Regions from separate parts of the Anser cygnoides genome. Here region 2 is linked to region 1. The links are chromatin contacts, called in public Hi-C maps. All regions are on one chromosome and are shown on one strand. The core of a region is the stretch at or near the end of the contact, and the rest is flanking DNA. Distances in the headings are between cores, read along the strand shown. Region 1 holds the start of RXRA (retinoid X receptor alpha). Region 2 has its middle 34 kb from the start of RXRA.

Region 1 (6,375 bases), core at 1,260-3,759:
CGGTGCCCTGCGGAGCCACGAGCGGGGTCAGAGCCACCCCCCTGCAGGCAGCGGGGCCCCGCCAGCTCCAGGCACCCTCACAAGCTGCCTGCCTGCTGCCAGGCCTTTGCTGCCTCCCATGCTCGAAGCAGCACCAAAGTCCTCCCCTCCCAAACCTGCAGGATCCCCCGGCTGTAAACCAAAGCCGATTTTTTTTTTTTTATAAGCAACGCGTGACCGAAGGCCAGCGGATAAAGTTTGCGCGTCGTTCCCGCAGCAGCACAAACGCACAGCAGACACAGGCCCCCGTTGCACACACTTCAATCAGCTCCCACGAGCTGCTGAATTCTCTCCCAAGCCGGCAACGCAAAGCCAAGCACCCCCAGCTGTCCTGGGGCAGCTGCCTGGGTGCTCCCCCCCCGGCAGCTCGGTGCGCTCGGCTGCCTCCCCTCTCCCCACCGGGCGCACGCCGCTAGGCGAGCGGACAAATCGCCGGGTTTTCACCCGCACCGGCGCGAGGATCCCTCCCCGAGACGGCAGCAAGGTGACACACGCTCCCCCTCGCCTCCCCCGGCAAAGCCAGCATGACTAAGAGCACAGCACAAGAGCCAGCATCCGCAGCGCACCAGCGCTCAGGTGCAGAAGAAAAGGCGAGCAGATAGGCAGGGCCTCATCCTGCCCCCACCAGCACAGGCTGGGGGCTCTCTCTTCCACCGGAGATTGGAAAGAGGTGTAAATAGTTAAGGCAGCCACCCCCAAGCGTGGCCACGGGCAGGTGATTTCTGCTCAGGGGGGTGCGTTTGGGATCATTCCAGGCACCTGCGTTTGACCCAGCCCAAACCCGTCTGACCCTAACAGCAGGACTGCAGGTGAGATGCTTCGAGCCCAAACAACAACTTTGGATAAGTCAACGCAGCTCCGTTTCCCCATCTCACAGCCAGACTGGTGAGGGTCTCCCTATAGCCCCATTCTGGGGGGGGGGGGGGGGGGGGGGTGACACACGGCTCCCCACCAGCCTGCGGAGCTGGGCTCTCCCTGCTGAAGCCCCCGACGTGCCAGGAGGGCAGGGGCCAGCCCCCGGCTCCATGTGTTTCTGCTGCGCTTAGAAAGGAACAACTAAAACTGCAATTCTTCAGAGGGAAGGAAAAAAAAACAACAACAACCCAAAACAACCACCACACACTAACAAAGCTCGTGCACAGATTTAAAGCCCGGAGGAGCCCCGGCACGGGCCAGGGGGGTGTCAGGACGGTGGCTGGGGGTCTCGGGCTGAGCAGTGGCAGAGGGGGCAGGATCGGCCCCTCTTCCTCCTCGCCAAGGGCTTGGCGCCAGGCAACTTCGCTAAAACTTTCTTCTTCCCCCTCCCCGAGCAGCGAGCTCTGCAATCTCACTTCTCCCAAAAAGCCAGGCGCGGGGAGGCATTCGCCCCTGCAAGCCACGACTTGACTCAAGTCACCCAAACGATGGCAAACTCCGGCTGGAGACGGGGTTCAAAACGTTAACTTAAAAAAGAAAAAATAAAAAGGGTAGAAAAAGGGGAAAAAAATAAAGAAAAACGTGCAGGGTCCCAAGCGCGCCAGCGGCGAGGGGCGATGCGGGACCCTGCTGGTGCTGCCCCCAGCTCGGCTGCGCACCCCGCGGAGAAAAGGGGGGCTTGGGAGGGGATAATAAAGAGAAAATCGAGGGGAAACGGGCAAAAAAAATAAATAAAAAAGCCAAGGCAGCGAGCTGCCAGCCCCCCCCCCCCCCCCCCCCCCCCCCCCCCGCAGCAGCAGCCCGGGGCGGTGGGGAGGGGGCTGCCCCGTTTGAAAATGCCGCTTGCGCCCGGAGCCCCCTCGGCCAGCCCCGGGCCCGCCGCCCCCCGGCTGCGCCTCACCCGAAAAAAAAAAGATTTTAAAAAAAATAATAAAAAAATAATTAAATAAGGATGAGAACAAAACAAACGAGCAGCAAGCACGCCGCGGAGGCGAGCGCGCAGCCCCGCCGATGCCCCGCAGCTGACACCGGAGGGGAAGCGGAGGAGGGGGGCAGCTCGCTCTCTTCTTTTTCATATTTTTATTTTTTTAATTTTTTTTTTTTTTTTAAGTCCTCCCCCCCCCCCCGCCCCGCGGTAGGAACGGAGGAGCTTTTCGGCCCCAAACTCACCCAGCGGCAGGAAGTGTTTGGTGTCCATCGCTGGTGCCTAACTCATGCCAAGGGGCTTGGTGGAAAACACACAGCGCAGGGGCGGGGAGCGAAATCAAAGCGAAAGGGGGAAGGGAGGGAGGGGAGAGGGGAAAAAAAAAAGAGAGGAAAAAAAAGAAAAAAAAACCACCCGAGGAAGGAGGAGGAGAGGGAGGAGGAGGAAGGCTCAGCCCCGCACCGGCGGCGGGGCGCGCAGCCGAGGCGGCGGCGGCGGCGCGAGTTTGGTGCAAAGTCCCAACAATGTAACTCCGCGGCACGGCTCGGCGCGGCTCGGCACGGCTCGGCACGGCACGGAACGGCTCGGCACGGCTCGGCTCCGCGCCGGGGCCCGCGCAGGGGGGAGCGAGCGCCGCGACCGCCCCGCAGCGCCCGCCCCGCGCAGCGCAGCGCCGCCCCGCGCCGGGGGGGTCGGGGGCGAGGGACGGGAAAATGAAGCGGTGGGAGGGGAGATGGGGGGGAGAGGGGAAATTAAAGGAGAAAAGGGGGTTTGGGGGGGGTGAGGGGCGATGGGGGGAAAGGAGAAAATGAGAAGCGGTGGGGAAAAATTCAAAGAAAAAATGGATGCGGGGGGAAAGGAAATAATGCGAAGTGGTAGGGAAAGGAGAAAAGGAAAACGGGATGGGGGAAGGAAAAATAGAAGTGGGGGAAAGGAAAAAAGATGGGATAAAAAGAAAAAGGAACACAGGAGGAAAAGGAAAAAAAGTGATGTGAAAAAAATTAAAGAGATTTGGAAGGAAAAAAGAATAAAAAGTGATGGGAAAGAAGAAAAAATAAAAGGGGATGTAGAGGAAGAGGGGGAAAAGTGATGCTTTAAAAAGGGAAAATTAAAAGGGATGTATATAATAAAAGGGAAAAAGAAAAAAGTGATGTGGGGAATAGGAAAACTTAAAAATGAGAGAAAGGGGAAAAAGTTTAAAAAGTGACATGGAAAAGATTAAAAGAAAGTGGTGTAGGAAAAATGAAAAAAATTTAAAAGTGATGTGGGAAAAAATATTAAAAACTGGTGATGTGGGGAAAAAAAGGAAATAAATTTAAAAAGTGATGTGGGAAAAGGAAAACTTAAATAAGAAGGAGGGCTGTGCCTTCGGGTGCTGCTGGGTGATCTCAGGGGTCCTGGCAGGGGGGCACTGCACAGTCACTGGGCAAGGGGCCCTGGCCACCCCCTGCCTCCAGCCTCCCTAAACAGTCCTGGGCCTTTCAAGGTGGCACATTAGTGACTCCGTGGGCCCAAGCGCCCCTCTGACATATGAAGCATCGCAGACACCGTAGGGCCCCTCGCTCTTGATGGCCACAGCACCCATAGTGGGAGCACCAAGGTCACACAGGACACCTCAGTGACACCGGGGCCAGCGGGGTCGGGGTCTCAGCTGGGGGTCTCGGGGTGCCCCCGCTGTCCCATGGGGCCAGGCTCCCCGCAGGGTGCTGGTTTGGCACAAGAAGTCACTGCAACATGCGGTCACGCTGCTGCCACCAAGCATTATCTCTAGCCATGGAGCGCTTCCGAGCCTCCTACCCACCCCGATTCATCCTTTAATTGGCAACGCTTCCCAGGCCATAAATATTAGCGCTCTAGCACCTCCTCCTATAACAACAGCCTCTTATCTCGCGCTCGGTGCCATGTCCCAGTCTATCACCCGCATGCACTTATCAGTTTCCCTCATACCTACTACCGTAGTACCTAGATCCACAGCGGGAAGGCCCAAGAAAGGCCCAAACACACAATTTCTCCCAACTCCAGCCCATTCTACAAACAGCTGCCCGGGGACAGCCCTGCCTTTCCTCCCAGGAGGGCTGCTTGACGAGGGGTGCCCAGCAGGCCCCCCCGAGCGAGAGCACCGCAATTCGTCAGCATTAATTACGACGAGGACAAGAAAAACGCCAAAACGACCCCTGTCACGTCAGAGGCGAGCGGCTGCGAACTGACGCACGGAGCTGCAGAAGTTAAAACAAAATAAAACATCTTGGATCCTTTTTATCCCCTGCTCCTGTAATTTCAGCATGTCCAAACAGATTTCGGAGTGTGTTTATAACTGGTAACTTCATTTGCTCCCGGGCTGGGACCTTAAATGCCAAGTTTCATCTCCAAGTCAGTTTTTATGGCTGAGTTGCGTTAACTCCTGGGAGAAAAGGCCCGGAAGGAAGCGGGTGAGGACACAAACGAAAGTTGGGGCTGGTCATAAGAAGCAGGGCCAAAGTCTAAGAGTGGGCTGGCACGGCAAAAATCACAGGTCTCGTGGCTACCTGCACACAAAACGCCGACAGTAAACCCGTAGAAATCATTCCCCCGACACACACACACTGAAGCCGGTGCCTGTGTCTGATAAGGGAAAGCACATCTGGGGGCAGTGCTCCTCCCAGGCCTCGCCGGGGCAGCTTCAAGCTCCCGCCTGCCTCTATCACACAAATGCCATTTGAGTCATCGGTGCCGTAACAGCCTAAGGTAAGTGTGGGCCTTTACGGCTTTGATCGAGCCTACAGCAACCAGCCGGGCTGCCAGCCGAGGCAAACGGCTCCTGCTGCCACACAGCACAAGCGGGGACCCAGCCCCAGAGGTCAGGATCCCCCAAAAACACTTCGCTTGAGAGCCACAGCAGGCATTGGGACTGTCAGACCCGGGGCTGGAAATCCACCTTCTGTAGGCTCTGACACAAGAAATTACCGTAACTGGGACGTTTCATGCTCCTCTCCCATCGAGCTGTTTAGAGCAAATTAAATTTCTCCCTAACCAGCCTGTAACAGTCCGCGTTAGATGTGGATCGAAATGTTAATTGCAGTGACAACAGGTCTGATCCTGCAGCCCTTATTTGGGTAAAACCTCCCACAGAAGCCAAAGGAATTTTGCCCCAGAGAAGACAGCTGGATGCAGTCCCACATTTCCAGTCTCTTGAAGATGCCAGAAGGTAGCAAGGATATTTCTGTGATGTTATGAACCTTTTCTTTCCCTTTCCCCCCCCACCACCCACCCACCTCCCCTCAATTCTTTAATGCCCTATTAATTTAACAAGCTCCACCAGGCTGCCTGATGCTGTGCTCCACCTCAGCTTTGTATTTTCCTAGCAAAGGACTTGGATCATCAAGGTGAGAGGGGTTAGGATCAATTTTGCAGGTCATTGGCTTCTGCATCTGCTTGGCACAGGGATGCTTGGAGGTCCCACATTGTCTCGGGAAACTCCTTGGGGGCTCTCATTCTCCCTGCCCTCGGGTAACACAAATACCTTTTAACCTGGGATCCAAACGAAGGCAGGTGTATGAGGGGGTGATTTGGGGTCTGCCTGCCCTCATCCAAGCCACTTGCAATCCCACCACCCAGCTGGCTTTGACCGAGAGAGACACACGGCGTTCCTGCATCACAGGTCAGGGAAGGAACAGCATCTGCCCCCAGCCCCGCACTCTCAGACTGTTCCTTCTGCACGTGCCTGAGATATTTGGGGCCAAGGGATGTAGGTGCTTGTGGGCATCAGCAGGAGGTAGGTGTGGAGTTGTTCTGGGGGGGATGAGGCCTCGGACGACATTCAGGTGGGAACTTGTAGTCAGGACCAGGATTTGGAAATCACAGCTAATGTTTTTGAGCAGTTTCAGTTTGCCTTGTCCATAACCCAAAATTATCTGACGGGAGAAAAGCAAAACCTGCTGTAATCCCCAACCGTTTCATGTCCTCCTGCACCTCAGGGGAAAGATAAAATAAAATAACAATTTCCCTCCCTGGTTGTCTTTTATTTCAGATTAAAGAATAAATACGAAGTCTGAGTATATGAATGCCCATCCCTAGCCCAGCCAGCAGGCTCCTCCATTCCTGGCAGACCCCCTCAGACCCCTCTTTGAGAACCCAAATGCCTCCAGAAGGTGAGCCCCCACTCCTAGGGCAGGCCCTGCACATGCAAACCAGCAAAAACTCAAAATGACGAGGCATTTCTTTAAGTGCTGCAGATTCAAATCCACTGCTTTGTGTTTTTTTTTTTCCTCCCAGCAGCATTTAACAGGCTGATGATGTTTGCTTATGAAGTGAAACGCACATGATTTATTTGATTTGCTGGAGCTGGAGAGCCGCATTCCCACGCCAAGGACAGGCAGCGACACTGCGTTTGTCCCCCCTTTAGGAGGCTCCTCGGATAAAATAAAGCATTGCACAGTCAGACACACCGTGCTGTGCTTTCCGTGCTTCAGAGCAGGACGTTAAATGCTTATTAGAGACCTGTTAACTTCCAAGCCATA
Region 2 (7,016 bases), core at 2,325-4,824, 34 kb after region 1:
GTTAGCTCTTAATAGGTGCTTTTTGCATCAAGAGAGATCTGAGAGCCCGTGCTCAGAGAAGAGCGTGGCGTGCTCGCGAGCAACACCCAGAGCACGTCGATCACCTTAAGTGGCGGCACTGACAGGGGTCCTCTCTGTGCTTTCCCAAGGCTGCTCAGCGCCCGTCGCTGGAAATGTTGTCTCATTTTATATTTTTTTTTTGCAGGAGATGCCTGGGTCATGGGATGCCCTGGTGCTATTCCTGGCCGTGATGCGGCTGCCTTCCTTTACCCTTTCCGTGTCCCAGGGTACCTGTCTGCGAAACCTGCCTTGCGAAACGGCTGAAACATGCCCTGAGATTCCCCAGATAAGAAGATCCAGCCGAGGGCTGCTGCTGTCTTTATCTTGGCAGCAGCCCAGGTGCTCCCAGGCTGCAATAGATGATGCTGATGTCCCACCAACTCGCCTCGCAGGCTTTAATCAGAACGTGGAGGGGCCTGTGCTGGGAAGGGGTGGGAACAACCGCTCCCACTTCCTCACCTTCTAAGCAGTAAAGTCCCCAAAAGGAGAAAATTTATATAACCATTAAAACAAACAAACAAAAAATTCGCAAGAAACATTGCACCACCACCAGGACTGGTGCTCCCCCAGTTTCCCACCAGTAGGAATCCCACAGTGCTGGGGCAGAGCAGAGGGGGGCTGTGCCTGCAAGCCAGCGGGGTGCAGCCCCACAGCACCGGGGGCTCTCCAGGGTCTTGGGGTGCCCCCATACAGGAGCTGCCTTCAGGGCAGGAGACAAACAGGGCGATGGGTCCTCATGGCGGTGAGGCCACAGCATTGCCACCTCACAATGGGACAGAGCTGTGCAAACAGCAACATAACCCTAAGAAAAGGGATGGGCTCGACATATTGGTGAGCCTCAGAGCAACCCCCCCCAAACCGCCCCCCGTTCCTGCCTCTGCTCTGTGATGGGACACTGAGTCACAGAGCAGGTAGGTGGCTTGGATACCAGCCCCACAGCTCACAGGGCTTACATCAGAGGATTAGAGACACGGCAGGGTACAGGCAGGAATCCCAGGTGCTGGGGCAAAGCAGACACCCACGCTCCTAATGATGATAATAATTAATCACAGGGGAGGAGGGGACACGGCAGAACTGCCCCAGCCTGAACCCTCACCCACAAAAACCTCATTTTTTCTGAATGCAGAGAGCCTCCCTCGCTTACCACGGAGAAGCAAAGGACACAGCCAGGCTGCTCCAGCACAGACCATCAGTGCCTCAGCTCTGAGGACATTACAGAGCCATTAAAAGCCAAATTCATTTCCACAGCTGAAACCAACTACCCGTAATACAGTATCTCTTGCAGCTGTGGTTCAGCGTGGCACCTGAGAGCTGCGAGGTTAATGCCACAGGGCTGTCAGCAGCCTTAATTATATTCCCATTTTTCCAGGCCCTGATTAGCTTTAGAGCTCATCTGGTGTCAGAAATTTGGTGCCTAAGCTTTGACAAAAGTGTTTCATTATTACTTAATAAACGGGCAAAAAGGGAGTGCACGTCCTTAAGCCCTGGCTTGTAAAAGCTTCCTTTTTTTATTATTATTTTTTGTTTAACCTCACAAAAGCTCTCCTGCCCTGCTCAGCCACCCTGTGTTGACCTGCCAGGAGCCCCCACGCTGGGATGCTGGTGGGCGCCCCCCCAGCACCTCCAGCCCCGATACCAAATCCCCCCCAGTGTGCTCTGCTGAGCTGGGAGCCTGCTGCTCCCCGTCAGCTGACGGCCAATTAAAAAGAATCATTTATTACTGTTATATCGCCCCTAAAGTGGGCCAGGTGTTTGCATAAAAAAAAATCGAGAGATTTAAAAATAATAATAATAAAAGCACAAGCTTCGAATCAAAGCTCCAAATGGCTTAAAATCTAAAGCAGGGCTTAGGTTGTTCTTGAGATTCAATTTCCTCCAGCCCTCAGTGAAGTTAATTAACTCGAATATTAATAATAGTGGTGAGAAGGAGCCTGTAGCTTTTCGCTCCATCCCGACAAGCCCAGCCTGCCCTCTGCTCCGTCACAAACCTCGCCGCTGAACCGCCGGCAGCTCCCTGCCCTTGCTCAGCCCCACAAAGGCAGGCTGGTGCCCAGTTCCTGGCGGCTTCCCCCCCTTGTAGCTCCTAGCCTGTGGCCCTTTTCCTTTTGCGGGAAATTCCTGGGGTGAAATCAGGGCAGACAATCACAAAATATCCTGCCCGCGCTGGGGCAGGGCAGGCACTGCCTGCGTGGCTGGGTGAGGCGCTGAAAACCAAGGGGTGGCTCTCCAGCATCATCCCCAAAAGTCCCCCCCCGGATTTATGGGCACCTCTGGCAGCTTCTCCACTGCTTCTGTGAAGCCTGGACTGGGCCAGCCTGGAGATTATGGGCTGGATTTATGGTCCTGCTTTGCTGTTAGTCTCTCCATGGGCTTGGCTATTGCTTGTGATCAAGGACGGTCCCGGTGACGATATCCTTGACCTGTGATCAGTCGGAGCCACGGAAGTTTCCAGCAACTTAAGCCACTTAATATTTAACTTCTGTGGTAGCTTCTGGAGAACGATACGATATAATTTTGGCTTTGCAAAGACAACTTGGCTCAAAGGAGCTGACTGCAAATCATTAGCAGGACTGTTCTCACCCCGGCTCCTCGCCTTTTAATTGCCAAGCAGGGCGGCATGAAACGTTCGTAGCGAAAAGCTGCAGCCACACGAAATCTGCCTCGTTTGAGGTTGTGTTCCAGCAGGGCGGCGTGTGATGGGAACCAGGCTGATATTAACAGGGCCACATCCAGCGTCTGCAGGGGTGCGAGGCCTGGAGCTGGGCTCGGGAGTAGTCCAGGGTCTGGAGACGGATGCCGAGCAGCGATGACTTTTAACGAACGGCCTCAGCTCAGCAGAAAGCACCCGAGCAGGAGGGATGGGGTATTTTTGGCACAGCCCCACTGCCATACCTACTGCTCTGTGTGTGCCTCTCCTGCCTGGCCTTGTGGCTGCAGGCTGAGCACGCCAAAATGGGTTCCTCTAGATGGGGAGCGCGGGGAAGGCTGCTGATTTCTGCTTGGAAAATCACGGTTGAAACTCACCCACCTCCTTCCCCTTCCCTTCCACCTCCCTCCCACTTGAAGAAAACGTTGGTGGCTTTGGGGATGCACACAGCTGGAGCAGACACGACCTCCCTTAGCTCCCTCGGTGGATGAAGCCGCCCTGCAGCGAGCTGCCTTGTCCCACCGCGGGTCCCAGCGAGCAGGGCAGGACTTTGGCCCCGCGGCACCCGGCCAGCCACGGGTCAGCCAAGCGCCCGCCGCCCTCTTCCCTGGCAGGGCCGGGTGGCGAAGGGCGAGCAGCAAGGCTGGCGGCAGCGCTGCTCCCTGCGCCGAACCCTCCCAGGCTAATAACCGCATTAATTAGCGCACACGGCCCCTTCTGCCCACTGTAAATCTCCATTAGCCATAAACTGGAAGGGCCATAAAAGGGAGTTTACGACGAACCCACAAGGCGATACGCGGTTGAATCCTTCGCTCCGTTGCAGTTGGCAATAAAGCCTCCTTTTATTGTAGCATATACCCTGCCCTCGAGATAACGTACAAGGCCCAGGGCTCCTCGAAGGAATGAAGCAGGGCCATTTGTTGCACTTTGATTTGCTGCGGAGCCGGGCGGAGGTGGGAGAGCGCAGGGATCCGGCTAACAGGCTCCGCTTGGTCCCGGCACGGCCCTGAATCACCGCCGCGTGCAGCACTGCGGGGAGAGAGCCCCTGTGATTTTACATCATAAACGTTGCTCTGCCCTGCGGGGGAGAAAACTCTAGTAAACAGTAAAAAAAAAATTATAAAAAAAAAAAGTTCTCCATTGATTAAGAAACACAGCGAAATCTGTCCTATGAGAAGTCAGTTCTCAGGCAGCAATATGTTGGGGTGGTGTGATGTGCAGGGGTTAATGTTTAAGCTTCTGTTTTTGTTTAGAGTAGTCAGCAGCAGATAATGCTGTATATCCTCAAAATAGGCACGGATCCATTGAGAGGCACGAGGTCCAGGCCATGAAGAGATTTGTAGGCTTCAAAGTCCCAGGCAGGCCAGTACAAAACAAAAAATAATAATAATAAAGAAAAACAAAAGAAAAAAAAAAGAAAAAGAAAAAAAAATTACCAAAACGAAAGTAGAAAAGCAAGGAAAGACGGATATTTGCAACCTGTGGGGTACCAAGGGACCCAGCCAGCCCAGCCCAGAAGTCCCAGTAAAGCTGTCCTGTTCCCTGCTTGCCCCCTGGCAAAGTTTATTTTGCTGGGGGGCAAATATCACCCTAAGCTGCTCAGGCTCAGAGGGCAGAACAATTTTGACCCACCTACGCCCATTCCTGATCCCTGGCTTCCTTCTGGGCGATGCATTGAAGCCCTAAAATCAGAACCTGAAGTCCTTGGGCGTACAGAACCCTGCGGGAGGCAACAACACGCTCATTAATTCAAGCTCAGTCTAAGGCTGCTGTAGACACGGGTATGAAATCATCAGTTTTATTTAGTTCAGCAGTTAGGTATGATTGTTCTGAACTGCGATTCAACCCTGTTCTCTTATATATCTGGCAGTGTTAAAAGTAACAAGTCTATCACCTCTGGAGCCATTTCTCTGTCGTTCGCATCCTTGCTGGAGCCGCAGTGTTTTGCTGGAGGGCTTCATCTCTTCTAGACAGCCACCTGTCAATTATCTGTCTCCTCAATAAATAAAATAAGCAGCCAGTGACTTTTTTTTGTACATAAAAAGTGGCTGTCCCTCCGTGTTTGCAGTAAAGCTGGTGGCACCGCGTTAGGAGGAGGCAAAGCGATGGGCTCCAACGCTGCGGTTCGGACTTTGCATCAAGCTGAAATTCAGCTGCGTGGCATCCCCTCACACCGCTCCCTTTATGCTGGCCGGCACTGCCGGGAGGAGATTTACATTTTCCCTGTACACACGGATGGTTGTCGAGCTCCAAAACCAGACCCACCGTGCACAGACCCACCACCAACAGCCTCTCCTGCCCTGGTCTCTCCCCATTTAGATCCTTTCCCAGTTGGGTTTGCAAGCCAGAAGCACTCTCGAAATCAAAGGGAGAAAAAATGACATGCTGGGAGAGTCCACGAGCACCAAATCCCTGGGCCTGGCTTTTTCAAGATGCGTATTCCGCAGAGAAATTACTCATTGTTTTTTTGTGGCTGTTTTACAGAGACAGAGAAAGAAACTGATGCAATAGAAGATCACCACACCGTCTGAGCAATGCACCTCGCTCCCGATCCGTGACACCCAGCCTGCTCGCTCCATTTCTGCAGCGAGACCCAGCCCGGGCTCTGCTTTCCCTGCAACCAAGGGGTCTGCGAGAATGGCTCCGAGATCGGCCCTGAGGCTACCTCAAACCACCCTGTATGGACACTGAGGCTTTGGGGAAGATGGGGAGCCTGGCGAGGCCACCCTGGGAACCTACAGGTGGCCTTGGATAGGACCTTTGGTCTGTGCTGTGCCCCCTGCCACCACCAGGTCCCTCCTGCAGGGCTGCTCCTGCTCCCCAAAGCTTCTGCTCCCGAGTGCCCGGTAGGCAGCAGGGCCGTAACAAACATTACTCATCCGCAGCCAGTGCTTACCAGCTCCAGCTTCTAGCAGTCGTGCATGACGCATATGTTTACCACCAGTGGGAGGGTTTTTTTTTATATATATATATTTTTTTTTACTGCAGTAAAGTGTCCCTGTTTCTGAGGACAGAGGAATTATTACCCACCGCTTTCATGGTATAATAAAGAGCATATGTTGTACCCTGCATAAATTTAGCTTCTGATCTGATGAGCAAGGAAATTTTTTTTTTCCCTTCTCTGCCCCTAAATGTATAGATGAGTGCTTACATTCATCCTTAATGGGAGCGGGGAGGGGGAATGCTTGGTGCGGAAAACGCACACAGGCACACGCACACAGCCACATGCACGCACGCGTATGAAGCTAGAAAAACACAGAGGCTTTCTAAATCTACCCAGCAATCCCGCGCTAATCTGCTCAGTCGCAGTCACAAATATAACTCAGGGACAATAAATAAGCTAACAGGAGTTAAATAAGTTCAGCTTCTTAACCTTTGGACAGATCAATCCACATGTTATCTCGTTTCTCCCCGGTCCCTCTCCATCCCCCACGTCTTGTCCCCTCCTTCTCCTGATCCTCCCTCGCACTGTTTGCTAGCGTCGGGCAGGTTGGCAGCGGGGCAGGCACGCAGATAGGAGGCAGGGAGCTGGAACCACAGCGGAAGACCCAGCTCTGTAAAAAAATCACTAACCACTTCCTTTCCGAAAATTGAGTTTGTATGTGTGTGCGCGAAGCAATGGGCTTCGCTGCCTGCTGTGCGCCCCAAGCCTCCCTTCAGGAGGACAGGCAGCGCTCAGAGAGCAAGTGTTTGCCATCTGGGGTTAAAAAGGGCCCGAAGGAGTAATCTGCAAAAGGCCTTCGATTCCCACAGTCACTAAAAAGATGTTCAGACCTTGCAGAGGGTTTTGAGCTCCGGACCCAGCTCTGGCCACGGTCCCCTCCTGTCTCTGCCTGCTTTCCCCCTCTGCCAGCTGGGAATGAAATCCCGCAGGTGCCTGGGAGCTGAGGTCTGCAGGACGCCTGGTCCTGTGTGTGCTAGCAGGGTGTTGGTCGCCTCTTCCTGCCCCTCACCGTGACTCATTTGCTGCTATGAAAACGTACTCATAGGGAAAGTACGATGTGGCCAGGAGCATCTCAGCAAGATGCCACCCAGCAGATGCCACGCTGGAAGGGGGCAGCAGGTGAATCTGCACGCCTCGGTGCATCCTCATGCCGTGTGCACCCACCCAAGCAGCACAAGTCTTCCCTCCCCGACAGATCCCCAGGTCCCTCAAGAACGAGGCATCCCCAGCATCATCGCTGCTGCCATCTCACGGCCCAGGCCAGGGTCTTTTCAGGTCTTTTCCAAGACAACCAATACATGCAGCCCCCTTTTGTAGGGGCCGGCTGCCTCGGAGCTGGGAAAAAGAAGCTTCTTTCCAGCCCCC

The links. A called contact is a pair of places that touch in the nucleus more often than the background predicts.
Region 2: a contact with region 1 is called in a Hi-C map of liver, with 4 times the contacts expected there. The contact joins the enhancer-like site here to the promoter of RXRA in region 1. A contact is called at or near these places in 2 of 7 Hi-C or Micro-C datasets (both in liver).

Annotation. Positions count from the first base shown.
Region 1 is chr20:4,008,582-4,014,956 of Taihu_goose_T2T_genome, forward strand. It overlaps RXRA (retinoid X receptor alpha), which reads right to left and starts at 2,510. Exons shown (of 11, transcript XM_066981036.1): 1 at 2,125-2,510. The coding sequence starts at 2,152. It overlaps LOC136786712 (a long non-coding RNA gene), which reads left to right and starts at 2,652. Exons shown (of 2, transcript XR_010826128.1): 1 at 2,652-4,603.
Region 2 is chr20:4,041,492-4,048,507 of Taihu_goose_T2T_genome, forward strand. No RefSeq gene overlaps it. Among named protein-coding and RNA genes, the nearest start is that of RXRA, 34 kb to the left of the region's middle. Within about 2 kb of position 3,575, at least 2 of the 3 cell types and tissues checked have open chromatin away from gene starts, as enhancers often do. A contact at or near this core is called in liver, where this site is marked.